Regions from separate parts of the Rattus norvegicus genome. Here region 2 is linked to region 1. Evidence: chromatin contacts called from public Hi-C data. All regions are on one chromosome and are shown on one strand. The core of a region is the stretch at or near the end of the contact, and the rest is flanking DNA. Distances in the headings are between cores, read along the strand shown.

Region 1 (5,686 bases), core at 2,209-4,708:
TAAAACCAGAGGCACAGAGTAAATGTTTGGAAATACCATTTTTTTTTGTACTGACTGAACTATAATTTTGAATTTAGAAACTTGCTTGTGATTTTTAACATTTAAGACTGTGAATCACTTGGAGGCCAAAACCATCATGCGTTTGGCATTCTTTTGGTTGAAGAAAATGCTAGAGTGAATGTTTTGTTTTGTTTTGTTTTTACACCAACAGCCAATATGTTTCAGATGTTTCCCAAGGAGCAGGAGTTCTGAAGCTGAAATGGAATTTTCTGTGACAGTCTACAAATAACAGTTAGCATATGTTTAAGTTACAAACAAGGCAGGAATCAGGAAATGCTTAGTAAGGAAGTAAAGGAGGCTAAAAGTTAATTAACAAAATATTTCCATCTAAATTTCCTAGAAAACATTTAAGTATTTAAAAAAAAAGATGCTCCTCCTCTATTTTTAAAGGGCATCACTATTACAGACCACCAAAAGGTAGCTTTAAAATGAAGGAAAAGTAGCTTTGAAATCAGTTACATCTGTCATAAATCCAAAGTGTTCAAGAAAAGAATAATAAAATGGAAAGTTATAGTCATATAAATTACCCGAAAGTATATACTTCTGTGATTTCATAGCATTTAGGGACTGACTCATACCGAAGCTTCCTTTAAAGATGGCTCTGCCCTCATCGTCTGCCATAATTTTCTCTGTCCATGAGTCAACGCAATCCTCATATTTTGCTAACAAAGAATACACTCCCATGGCAGTCTTCAAAAGCTAATCATCTCCACTGTGATTTGGTGTGGGTTCTTCAAGTCTTAGCTTCAGAAATGGTCAGGCCAGTGTTGAGTTTGTTTTTATTTAGGGCATTATATTGCGGTGGGAACTAAGCAGATTGACTACTGTGGGATGTGGCAGGGCATCCTGCTAGCCATGTGGACCACTTGAGCATCCCTCGGTGACAGCCAAATTGGGTTAGTTAACAGCAACGCTACACACTTCCTACCTACTTGGGTTATGAGCCTGAAACGAAATGAACAGAGTCTATAGAACACCACAGTGTCCCCCCGAGGTGTTGGTACTGACAACAGCGATCATGCTCCTACCCAAGACAAGATTTTGCTCCAAGTACAACTAAGCAGGCTCAGAAACTCCCCCTATGTCTACACAGATAAAAGGCAGTTCCTGCAGATCCCAAAGGTATCTTGCTGTATAATACTTCAAGGGCCACCCACTCGGTGGGCTTTCCATCACGACTTCTTGATTAATTAGTTTTTCATCTTTTTTTATTTTTCTTCTTTATACTTGGCAGTGAAAGACCTGCACTTGACTGGCAGGCCTGGACATAGTGGAGTATTAAAGCAGACATTTTATGTTTTCTGGATTTGTGTTGTTCCCTATACTTTACAAGTAAAAATAGTGAAACCCCTCCCCAGTAAAAATGATTTTTTTCTCCAACATTTTGTTTTCCTTCCTTCCTTTTTCCTTCCCTTCTTCCTTCCTTCTTTTCTTTTTCTTTTTTACTAAACAGTGTCTTATGTAGCTGAGGCTGGACTCAGGCATAATGTAATTAACCTAGACTGGCCTTTAACCCTTGACCCCCTGTCTCTCTGCCTTTCCAGTACAGACTATCAGTAGTCCATCACACCAAGCATAAATGCACACTTTAAATAAAAATGCCTCATCACTTAACACAGGCAGGCCCAGAACTCTTCATGTAGATCAGGCTGGGCTGGAGCTTGGCATAATTTTCCTGCCTCTGCCTCCTGAGTGCTTAGAGTCCAGGTATGGGCCCAATATGAACAACTAAATAGCATGTCAATTGTTCTTAAGAAACCTATAGGACTATTCTTTTAAATTCTTCAGAAATGAACACATTAGTTTTAAAAACAAGTCACCAATTCAGAACCAGGTCTTGAGATGGAGTTCTGGAGGAGTTCTAGAATTTGGGAGTCTTGGCATTCATACTCTTGGATTTAAGGAAAGAGATACAGGATTTTTTTTTTTTCGGATTTTTAAAACTAGCTTTTGTTTCTGATGTAGAAATCCTCAACTCTCTTAGACTTCTAAAGTTTTAGAAGCTATTTTTCTCTCGCTGTAATGAAGTTAGCCTCTAAAAGATAAAGGGCAGAACTCTGTAGGGTTAGGGAGCTTAGCAGCTTATGTAATTCATCTCCCAGTCACCAGGTCACTCTGGTCTGTTTATACTCTGGCTCGCTTTCGGACCTCATGGAAGTTAATTTTAGTTTTGCAGAAAGGAGAGAGAGGCCGACCAGACGCCCAGGCTAAACTCAGACTTACCTTCCTGATTTCTTGAGCGTTGGCAGAGAGAAGGAAGCACCGTTTGTCCTGCGGGTAGTCTTTCTCACATCTGCTACCCTGAGTTTGAGAGGGGGTGTGTGGGACAGTCCCAGAGACCTCCGCTGCAATCTTCTTAGTCCCTCTGAGTGTTAGGGTCTGGTAAAAGAGACAGATTGCCACCACCAAACCCACCAGGAAAGGTCGGGGGCAAAATCGCCGGCGACAAAGGAACCCAGGTCGACAGACCATGACCAGTCCAGGTTCACTTGGCCCCTGGCCACGTTGTCAGTATGAAAAAAACACACATCTGTCTTGCTTTTGCACAATTCTAATCAAGTTCGCCCCATCTCCACTGGAGAACTTTCCGAAAGTTCATGCCAAAGATTCACAGGACCCAGCGGTCAGAGGTGGTTAACAATAGCCCTTCCATGAAGGACAGTAAGAAGTGACTGCCCTGATTTTTTTTTTTTTAAGATGTCAAAATAAAGATAGTTGTAAGAAATCATCCAAATGCATCCCCAGCTGCCAAGAGTTCCTTCCGGCAATGTCTTACTTCCATAACATTCTTAAACTCAGGAGTTCAGCTTGTCTCTTCTTTGGGGGCAAAAAGAAAGCACAGTAATGCGGGTCTGAAGGCAGAAACCAGCCCTGAGAGACGCAGCCGATTAAACGCGGAGAGCCTGTTGCACAGCTGGGCGCCGGCCAGGTTGTCCTAGCAGTTTCTCATTTTCCCTCCGCTTTTAAAGCCATCCCGCTCTCAGCCTTTTATGTTGCAGAACTGCTTCCTTTCGTTCAGTTTTAAATTGCCACTTGGCTGCTAGCGTTCACGGCTTTTAACATAAAAAGAGGGTGGGGGATAGCAGTTTGGATGTATGTGGTCACTGTCAGGGTTTTGCTTGCGTTTGGTCTCATTCCGTTTCAAGTTCAAAGTTCTGTGTACTTACTCAGTTTTCATCCTTTTAGCCAGATTTTTTTTTTTCATGATCCCCTTAATGGATTGCTGATGAAAATCACTTGGGAGGAAGCACCCAGGCGTAGGACTCCACTTCATCTCACTCTCACGCACGGACACACACGCGCAGACACGCGGAGACACGCGCGTGCCGGCTGCACACAGGGCCGAGAGCCGGAGGACCCGGGCCATCCCTGCCACCCAGGCCGAGCGGGGCGGAGCTAAGCTAGGACTTTTCTGGCCTTGGGGGCTGTCCGATCGCACTATGAGCTCGTCACCAGCAAAGGGTGCATAGAAACAGCAGTTAGACATCCTAACTTGGAACGTGGCAATCTATCCAGACCTGCAGAATTAGAAACATACTTGATCTCTGCTCTTCTCTGTCACAGCGTTTTCCTAATACAGAATAACAAATGGCTTCTAGTCAATAGATCCTCAAGTTCGAGGAGGAGATGAAGGCCGACTCCGAGCTAACTGGGAGGTTCATCACTCCAGGGAATTGCGGTTACGCTTAAGCGGACAAGAGAGTCATCAGGACAGTCTGGACCACAGACTAGGAAACATTCCACAGTCCGTGTAGCTAAAAGTCCCCTCTCCATTCCAACATAGAGTCCTTCCGCTGTTACTACTGCTCTGAAGTTTTCCCATTGCAAACAGCCTGATGCTATTCAACTGAGCTGACTGTAGCAGCTTATTGAAGTCCTAACTTTTGCCCAGGAGAAAGGGGTACCCAGCAGGCCTTTTAATTCCATGCCAACCCTCTCACGGGCTTTGTTAACAGGGCAGACTGGCAAATTTCATCACTGTTGGCTCAGCAGGGTGAGAGACCATCGAAAGAACCTCCAGGTTCTTGCTTTGACTGCTCTGGGAAGGACTAGTTTAGGCTCATGGGGGACATTCTTTAAAGACTTAAATGGTTTCATACTTTAGGTCTAACCAAACTTCTTATAGGCAGACTTTAACCCGTGAGGCCACACCCCTAGACTAAGCCCATGCCAAAGGACTCAGCTATTAGACCCTAATATTTTGTGAGAGGGAGTGCCCCCTAGAGGCTCACAGCTACAAAAGATTCAGAAAAATGGACATCTCTTGCTAGTAAGAAACTTAATTTGAGTCAGCTGGGGATAGATGATGGGAGAAAGGAAAGAAAGGAAGGGAGGGAGAGAGAGAGATTTGAGAGAGAGATAAAGAGGAAGGAGGAGGAGGAAGAGAAAGAGGAAGAAGAAAAGAGAAAAGGAAAGGAAAGTTTGCTCCCTAAAAGCAAACTAATTTGGTCATTATAGAATAAGCATTAACTTATCTCAGGTCTATTTACATGAAGTCTATAAATTGTTTTACTACTCTTTGATATATAAATTCAAAGTCTTCAATACCATGAGAAATAAGGGAATGGGAGAAAATTAGCCTGGTTTTTACATGCAGACATTGAGAGGGCATTACTGTCCCATGATACAGAGTTTTGGTGGCTGTAATATAATCTAAGGGCCAATAGGAATTACTAGACCTCTAAATTGGAATGTCTTCTCTGCTTATGTGGTAAAGCTGTTTACTGGGTGTTATGAGCAATATAGATAGTTATTAATTATTAACGCTAGAATTCAGAGGAAGAACCCTTTTGGGGAGGGGACATTATTAAGTTGCTGAGTCATTTTACAGGAGAGGAAATTGGATGCTAACTGGAATTGCCTTTAGGTGGGGAGAAAGGAAAGGCAGCAGACCAGAAAATCTTTAGACAATTCTGCAGCTCTCCTTTTGGCTAAGAGGAATCCAGAAAGGCTTCCAATAAGTCGAAGAACTCAATTCCCTGTGTTCAGCACAGAGTCCAAAGAGCAGAAGACAGTAGCGATAATATTAGAAATATCATTAATATTAGAAATAGAAAGGGTTAGTTAGAAGAAGTGTGTAACAAAGAAAGCACAGCGCCAAGTGGACTGAGACTCCTGGGACCACATCAGGTATCAGAGGCAGTCCGTCATGGACATAGATTATAACATTCACCACCTCTTACAGGCTGTTCTGAAATAAGTGCTTTGGAATATGAAGTCTAAGTCTATCATTTGTGGGCTCAGTACCCACTCTGAGTGCAGTTGGCCCTGGTGAGATGGCCACAGACGGCACCTAGGCATTCTGAGGCTGGCAGATGGATGAGAGCGGATGCACAGACAGCACCTAGGCATTCTGAGGCTGGCAGAGAGCGGATGCACATCTGTCAGCTGTAAGAGCCCCAGGCTCAGCCCTAGCAGAGCTTAGGATGTGGTGAGGTGTCAGACCTGTGAGGAGATCGTTTAAATGGTGAGCCACAAGGAACACAAAAGAAGCAGACACAAACTCTTGTCACTAATTGTTCTCTTTCCACCATCCTTTGTGATGAAGGGGAATAGACATTTTGAGAAGATGAACTTGTGGGCTTTAGCCATGCCTGAGATCCAAATATCTGTGTTCTCAAATTTA
Region 2 (5,686 bases), core at 2,082-4,581, 94 kb before region 1:
TAAAGTATACAGTGTTACTATCAAGTAGCTTCTCGATTTGTATATTGTTTGCAAACAAAGATATTATATTTGAGCCAAGTTTATTTTTATGATAGCAAGATTTCCGTGATCTTTGAATCCGAGGATAAGAATATAGAAGACACAGAGACTTGCAAGAGTTGATTAAATGAAGTCTCATGGGAGATGGGGACTTACATGACAGAAATAGGTAACCAGTGTGGAACACTCCAGGAAGGCAAACGAGTACGGAACGACTGTGTGATTCTGAGGGTCTTCCTGGCCATCAGCCAGCAGTGTGATTGGAGTCTGTAGAACTTAAGTTTGACCGTTTGGCATCGGAAGACAGGAGTGGATTCTAGCCGACGGAAGACTGCGGACACGTGGCTGAAGCCAGCCACACTGTAGCCTGACTTTCTGAACTGGGCTCGAGGTTTTCAGCCTTCGAGAGTGAAGAGGACCATTAGCCTAGAACTTCTGTTGTTTTGTGTCTTGTACATCACCAAAGAATTAACCAAACTCCATGCCGCAAACGTGGTGGGAGCTGCTCTTTAAAAATGTTAATCAGGCAATCCAAAATGTCAGTTCTTTCTTTCCTTATCTGAATTATTAACTTTCATGTTACTATTTCTTCTCCACAAAGAATGTGAGCATTTAAGCTAATTAATGAAATAAAACAAATATTTCTATACAGATACTTTGCAAATCTTCCTCAGAAACTGTTCATCTCCTGTACTGGCAAGATTATACATAATGTATTAGATATTACAATATATTATATATATTATATATATAATTATAATGTATATATTCTATATACATTAAATTACTGTAATAGTATTCGTAGATTTGCCACATCCAAAGCCTGGCTTTTAAGTTCAGTTTTGTGGCTCGAGTGTCCCTTGTGTGCTTGTCACACACTCCTCAGCTGAGCTACATCCCAGCTCTCCTTCTCATTTGTTATTCCAACACAGGCCTTACAAATTTGCTTAAACTCACTCTGTAGCAAGGCTAACCTTGATTTCGTGGGCTTCCTGCCTCTGAGGCGCGCCTGGCAAGGTAGGGTCCCATTTAACCTTGCTTCTTTGCATCTCCCTTGTGCTAGTTACTTTTTATTGTCAAGCTGACACAACCTAGAGTCAACTGGGAAGAGGGAACCTTGACTAGAGAATTTGCTGCATCAGACAGTGAGCATGACTGAGGGGCAGTATCCTGACTGCTAAATGATGGGCTCTACCATCCTTAGGCAGGTGAGTCGAGGATTTTATTTTTTAAAGAAAGGTAAATGAGCACAATCAAGGAGCAAGCCAGTAGTAGCTTTATTCCATGGCCTCTGCTTCATTTTGTACCTCCAGGTTTCTGCTTGAGTCCCTGTCCTGACTTCCCTCATTGATGAACTGTGGCCTAGAAGCGTAAGCAGTGTGAACCCTTTTCTTCCCTCTTTCTGTTTTTTTGTCATTGTATTTTTGGCAACAGCAGAAAATAATGCAAACCAGAACATCCCTGTAAAGCAAACTCTTTACGAAACCCCAAACTTGAGCTCCTACTTAGATGACTGAGAAAAAACTGATAGTAAAAAAATAAATAAATAAATAGTATATAAAATGAATTTTGCTATTTATTTTTAAATATCCTGAAGAAAAAAATTGTGACATTCAATATTATTCCAGCCATCTTCAATAAATGAGGGTTATACAGTCATTGATTTAAAAAGCCCAGAGAGTCCTAATAACACTCAGTGGCCAGGAGTCATGAAAAGAAAATTCAACATTATTTCTTATCACAATAGATTCCAGCCAGGAGATGGTGAGTTTAAGAATCAATTTAGAAGTGGCAGAAAGAATTCAAGATGGCTAGTAGCAAAGAAAAAAATCTATTAAAAATACTGGGTTTCCTCTTTTTGTTCCTCACCTAATGAAGAAATGATGTTGACTTAGAAAGTGAGTCTTTATTATACCCTGGCATAAGGAGTGAATATCAATTGATTACTTTATAAAGGTGAGCTGGAAAGAGAAGAGTGTACAAAAAGTTCCATGAAGGGAGTGACTGGGAAAAATGGTGTTTTAGTGAATTAGAGGGAACTATCAAGGAAATTAGAGGCTTTTATATGAAGAATTTGGCAGAATTTTGTTTTGTGATGGGGGACAGTGAGACAGACAGTTCAAAACACAAAGGTGCTTGCTGCCAAATATGAAGACTTGGGTTTAATCCCTGGAACCTTAAAGGAGAACACTGGGGAGAGCATTATGTGCCCTGACCTACACATGTGTAATGTGGCTTGTTTCTCCCCCAGGTCAATCAATCAATTAATCAGTCAATGAATAAACAAATGTTGTGGGTTGAGTGATCCTAAATCTTCCTTCAATATCTTTTTTTTTCAACCTTATCACCTTACAAATAAAGTTGGGTTTTTTTTGTTTGTTTGTTTGTTTGTTTGTGTTTGTTTGTTTTAATCCAAACTACCCTACAAGGTCTTTGGGATTAGAGATGATGTAGGAAGAGGCTGTTTTACTTTGCTTGCCCAATCAACGTGACCTCAGCTTTCTCAAAGGGTTGTTTTGGTCTGGCCCCCCTGCCACCCTGGCTCAGTTCCCCTGTGGCTGGAGTCAGGTTCCTCAGCTCGAGGGCTTGGGGTACTCTTCCCAAAAGAAGTTGGAGGTCACTAGCAGGCCAGCAAAACTGGATTTAGAGAAAACGCACGTGAAATGTCTATAAGGATTCTGAGAAGTAAGAGTGCTCATTCAATTTCATGGCTCTAAGGTGAAACGTGGCAGAGGTCCGTGGCTACCATTATCCATCAAATGATCTGCAGTTCGGGCTTTCCGCCCTGCTTCCGAGGCGCTTGCCCAGCATCCTGCAGCTGCTGCTGGTTTCTCTCAGAAGGTGGTTCCTTACTCAGCGCTCTTGTCTGTCCCTCAATCTAACTTTTCTTTCCCAAATCACTTTAAAAATTTCTCAGTATACTTTAGTCCCGGTGGCACCTTGGCACTCTATATCCTTTTGCTCTTGGCTACTGTAGGTTTACAAATACATTGTGTAATTGGGACATTTTAAATATCATTTTGTGGATTGTACCTTGCATGTTATAGCTGGCTATGATTATAGTTGAAGGCTCTTTCTCTTAAACGACACAGCACTGATCTAAAACTGGCTGTAGACCGACCCATGCTGGGTGGAGGAGCACGGTAAAGAAACTGAAGCGTTTGCAAAACAGGGAACCGAAGATAGATGAACAGATCCAGTTTACTTAAACACATCATCTTTCTTAGTAATTCTATTTAGAGGCAGAGTAAACATTCCTGTGCCTGCAATATTTGGATTACTGAGTCATAAATAGTGATGGCTTCGTACTCGAAAAGTAAGTGGAGCCAAGTAGCTCCACTCCGTTCTAGAGAAATGTGTTGAGTCCAATTGTGGCCCTGTTACAATTCAGTGATATTAAGCACACCTAATTCTGACATCAAAAGGGGGAGTGACAGGCAGAGAGACAGACAGACCGAGAGAGAGAGAGAGAGAGAGAGAGAGAGAGAGAGAGAGACAGAGAGACGGAGAGACAGAGAGACAGAGAGACAGAGAGACAGAGAGACAGAGAGACAGAGAGACAGAGAGACAGAGAGACAGAGACAGAGAGAGAACCTATTTCCCAACTTTGTCCCCTTTTTTACAGTCTGTGGTCAGTGAGAGATGCTGAGCTGTCATCTGGTGATTATTTACTGGGGCGTCGGAGTGTTTATGTGGAATGTCTGCCCTACTAGTACTCCAATGTGTGTGGGCTTGACTCGAAGAACTGTGCGTGAGGTCTACCAGCAAAGGACCACCCTTAAATTAAAATGGGGTAGATAGCAATAGGAGTGCCACATAGCAGGATGACATACAATAAAAGGGGAACTTTCAGTGCGGTGTTTTGTATTCTGTGGACTCCTCTCTAGACCAGTGTTTTCATCCTTCCTACTACGGTGACCCTTTAATACAGATGTAGTGACTCCAACCATCAAATTATTTTTTGTTCTACTTCATAACTGTAATTTTCCTGTTATGAATCATAATGTAAATATTTTTTTTAGAGGTAGAGGTTTGCCAAAGGGGTTGCCACAGGTTGAAGAACACAGTTCTAGAGCATACATATGTTTATGTGTATATGGAGGTGTTTATCCATATCTATTCATATGGGTGTCTTTTATCATTTTCTGTCTTGTTTTTTGAGACAAGGTTTCTCACTGAACCTCAAACTTACCAATTGGCTAGACTAGCTATCTGGTATCGATTTAATTCTCTACTTGGCACAATCTAGAATTACCTAGGAAGAGAGTCTTAATTGAGGAATTAACAAAATCAGATTGGGTTATGGGCATGATTTTAGGGGACCTGCCCTGATTGCTAAGTCATAGAAGAAGACCCAACCTACTGCAGGCAGCACCATTCTTTAGTCAGGTAGTCCTGAGTAGTATGAGAGGGAAGAAAGCTAGCCTAGAACAAGCAAGCAAGTGAGCAAAGACCCATGGGTTTGTTACTTTTTCTCTTGATTATAAACGTGATCTTTAAGTTTCTGACTTGACTTCTTCACAGTATGAACCTTATCCTTGAATTGTGAGACAAATAAACCTTCTTCCATGTGTTGTCTTGGGTCAACAGTAATAGAAGCTTTTTTCATTTTTATAATTTTTTATCACAGTAATAAAAATAAAACTCGATCACAGTGGTGGTTTCAGTAAGAATGTCCCCCATTGGCGCATATGTTTGAATGCTTAGTTATGATGTCATGGAACTGTTTGAGAAGGATTAGAAGAATTAGGAGGTGTGGCCCTGTTGGAAGAAGTATGCCAACTTGAAGTGAGCTGTGAAGTTACCAAATCCCACTCTTCTCTATCTGTCTGTAAAAGAGGATGTAGATCTCAGCTTTTTTCTCCAGGGCTATCAATTCTGCCCTATTCCCACCATAACCCCCCACCCCCACCCATGATAATGGACTAACTCTCTGGATCTGCAAGCAACCCGCCAATTGAATGCTTTCTTTTATACGAATTGTCTTGGTCATGATGTTTCTTCACAGAATTGGAACACTGACCAAGACAAGCTCTTAGCAAGATAGTAAAGAAAAACATCTAACGGCCATGAACTTCGCATTCTGCACACATAACATGCAGAACTCCAAGTAATTTAAAGATGTGACCCTGGTCTATCCTCCTAAAAGCTTTGTACTAAGGTTGGTGGTGTAGGCTCATAATCCTAGAATTCAATGAACGAAGGCAGGAGGTTCTCTGCAAGCTCAAGGCCGGTCCAGGCCATAAAATGAACTTAGGCCACAAGGATACCTAGTGAGATCTTGCCTAGAAAATAAACAGTAAGAACAAGACAAACCTCGGCTAGAAAACTGTGGTCTTCCCTCTGTTCTAGACAGAAAATTAAAGCAAAGAGAAGGTAAGAAACTCACCTAAGGGTGCTGGGCTATTAGGTGGCCAGGATGGGATTTACACATAAGAGGCCTGGCCCTTGGTGCACACTCCACTACCCGGTAGTAGCTCATAATCAATTCGAAGCAACCTCCACCCCTAAAAACAATTTTTACAAACCATTCATTCTGCCAATTCATACACTTCCTCTAAAACACAATTTGGCTCCACTCAGAGCCACTTATGCGGCCTCTTACATTTGTGCTTTTCAAAAACACAGCACAGTTTGACAGCACAAT

The links. A called contact is a pair of places that touch in the nucleus more often than the background predicts.
Region 2: a Hi-C map of the A7r5 cell line shows a contact between it and region 1, with 6 times the contacts expected there. The contact joins the enhancer-like site here to the promoter of Cped1 in region 1. A contact is called at or near these places in 12 of 12 Hi-C or Micro-C datasets (the A7r5 cell line, the Rat2 cell line, Schwann cells and 7 more).

What each region holds. Positions count from the first base shown.
Region 1 is chr4:51,480,270-51,485,955 of GRCr8, reverse strand. It overlaps Cped1 (cadherin-like and PC-esterase domain containing 1), which reads right to left and starts at 3,458. Exons shown (of 22, transcript XM_039108607.2): 1 at 3,228-3,458; 2 at 2,284-2,439.
Region 2 is chr4:51,573,751-51,579,436 of GRCr8, reverse strand. The region is part of intron 4 of Cped1 (cadherin-like and PC-esterase domain containing 1); the gene reads right to left. Among named protein-coding and RNA genes, the nearest start is that of Cped1, 94 kb to the right of the region's middle. Within about 2 kb of position 3,331, at least 3 of the 93 cell types and tissues checked have an H3K27ac peak or open chromatin away from gene starts, as enhancers often do. A contact at or near this core is called in the A7r5 cell line, where this site is marked.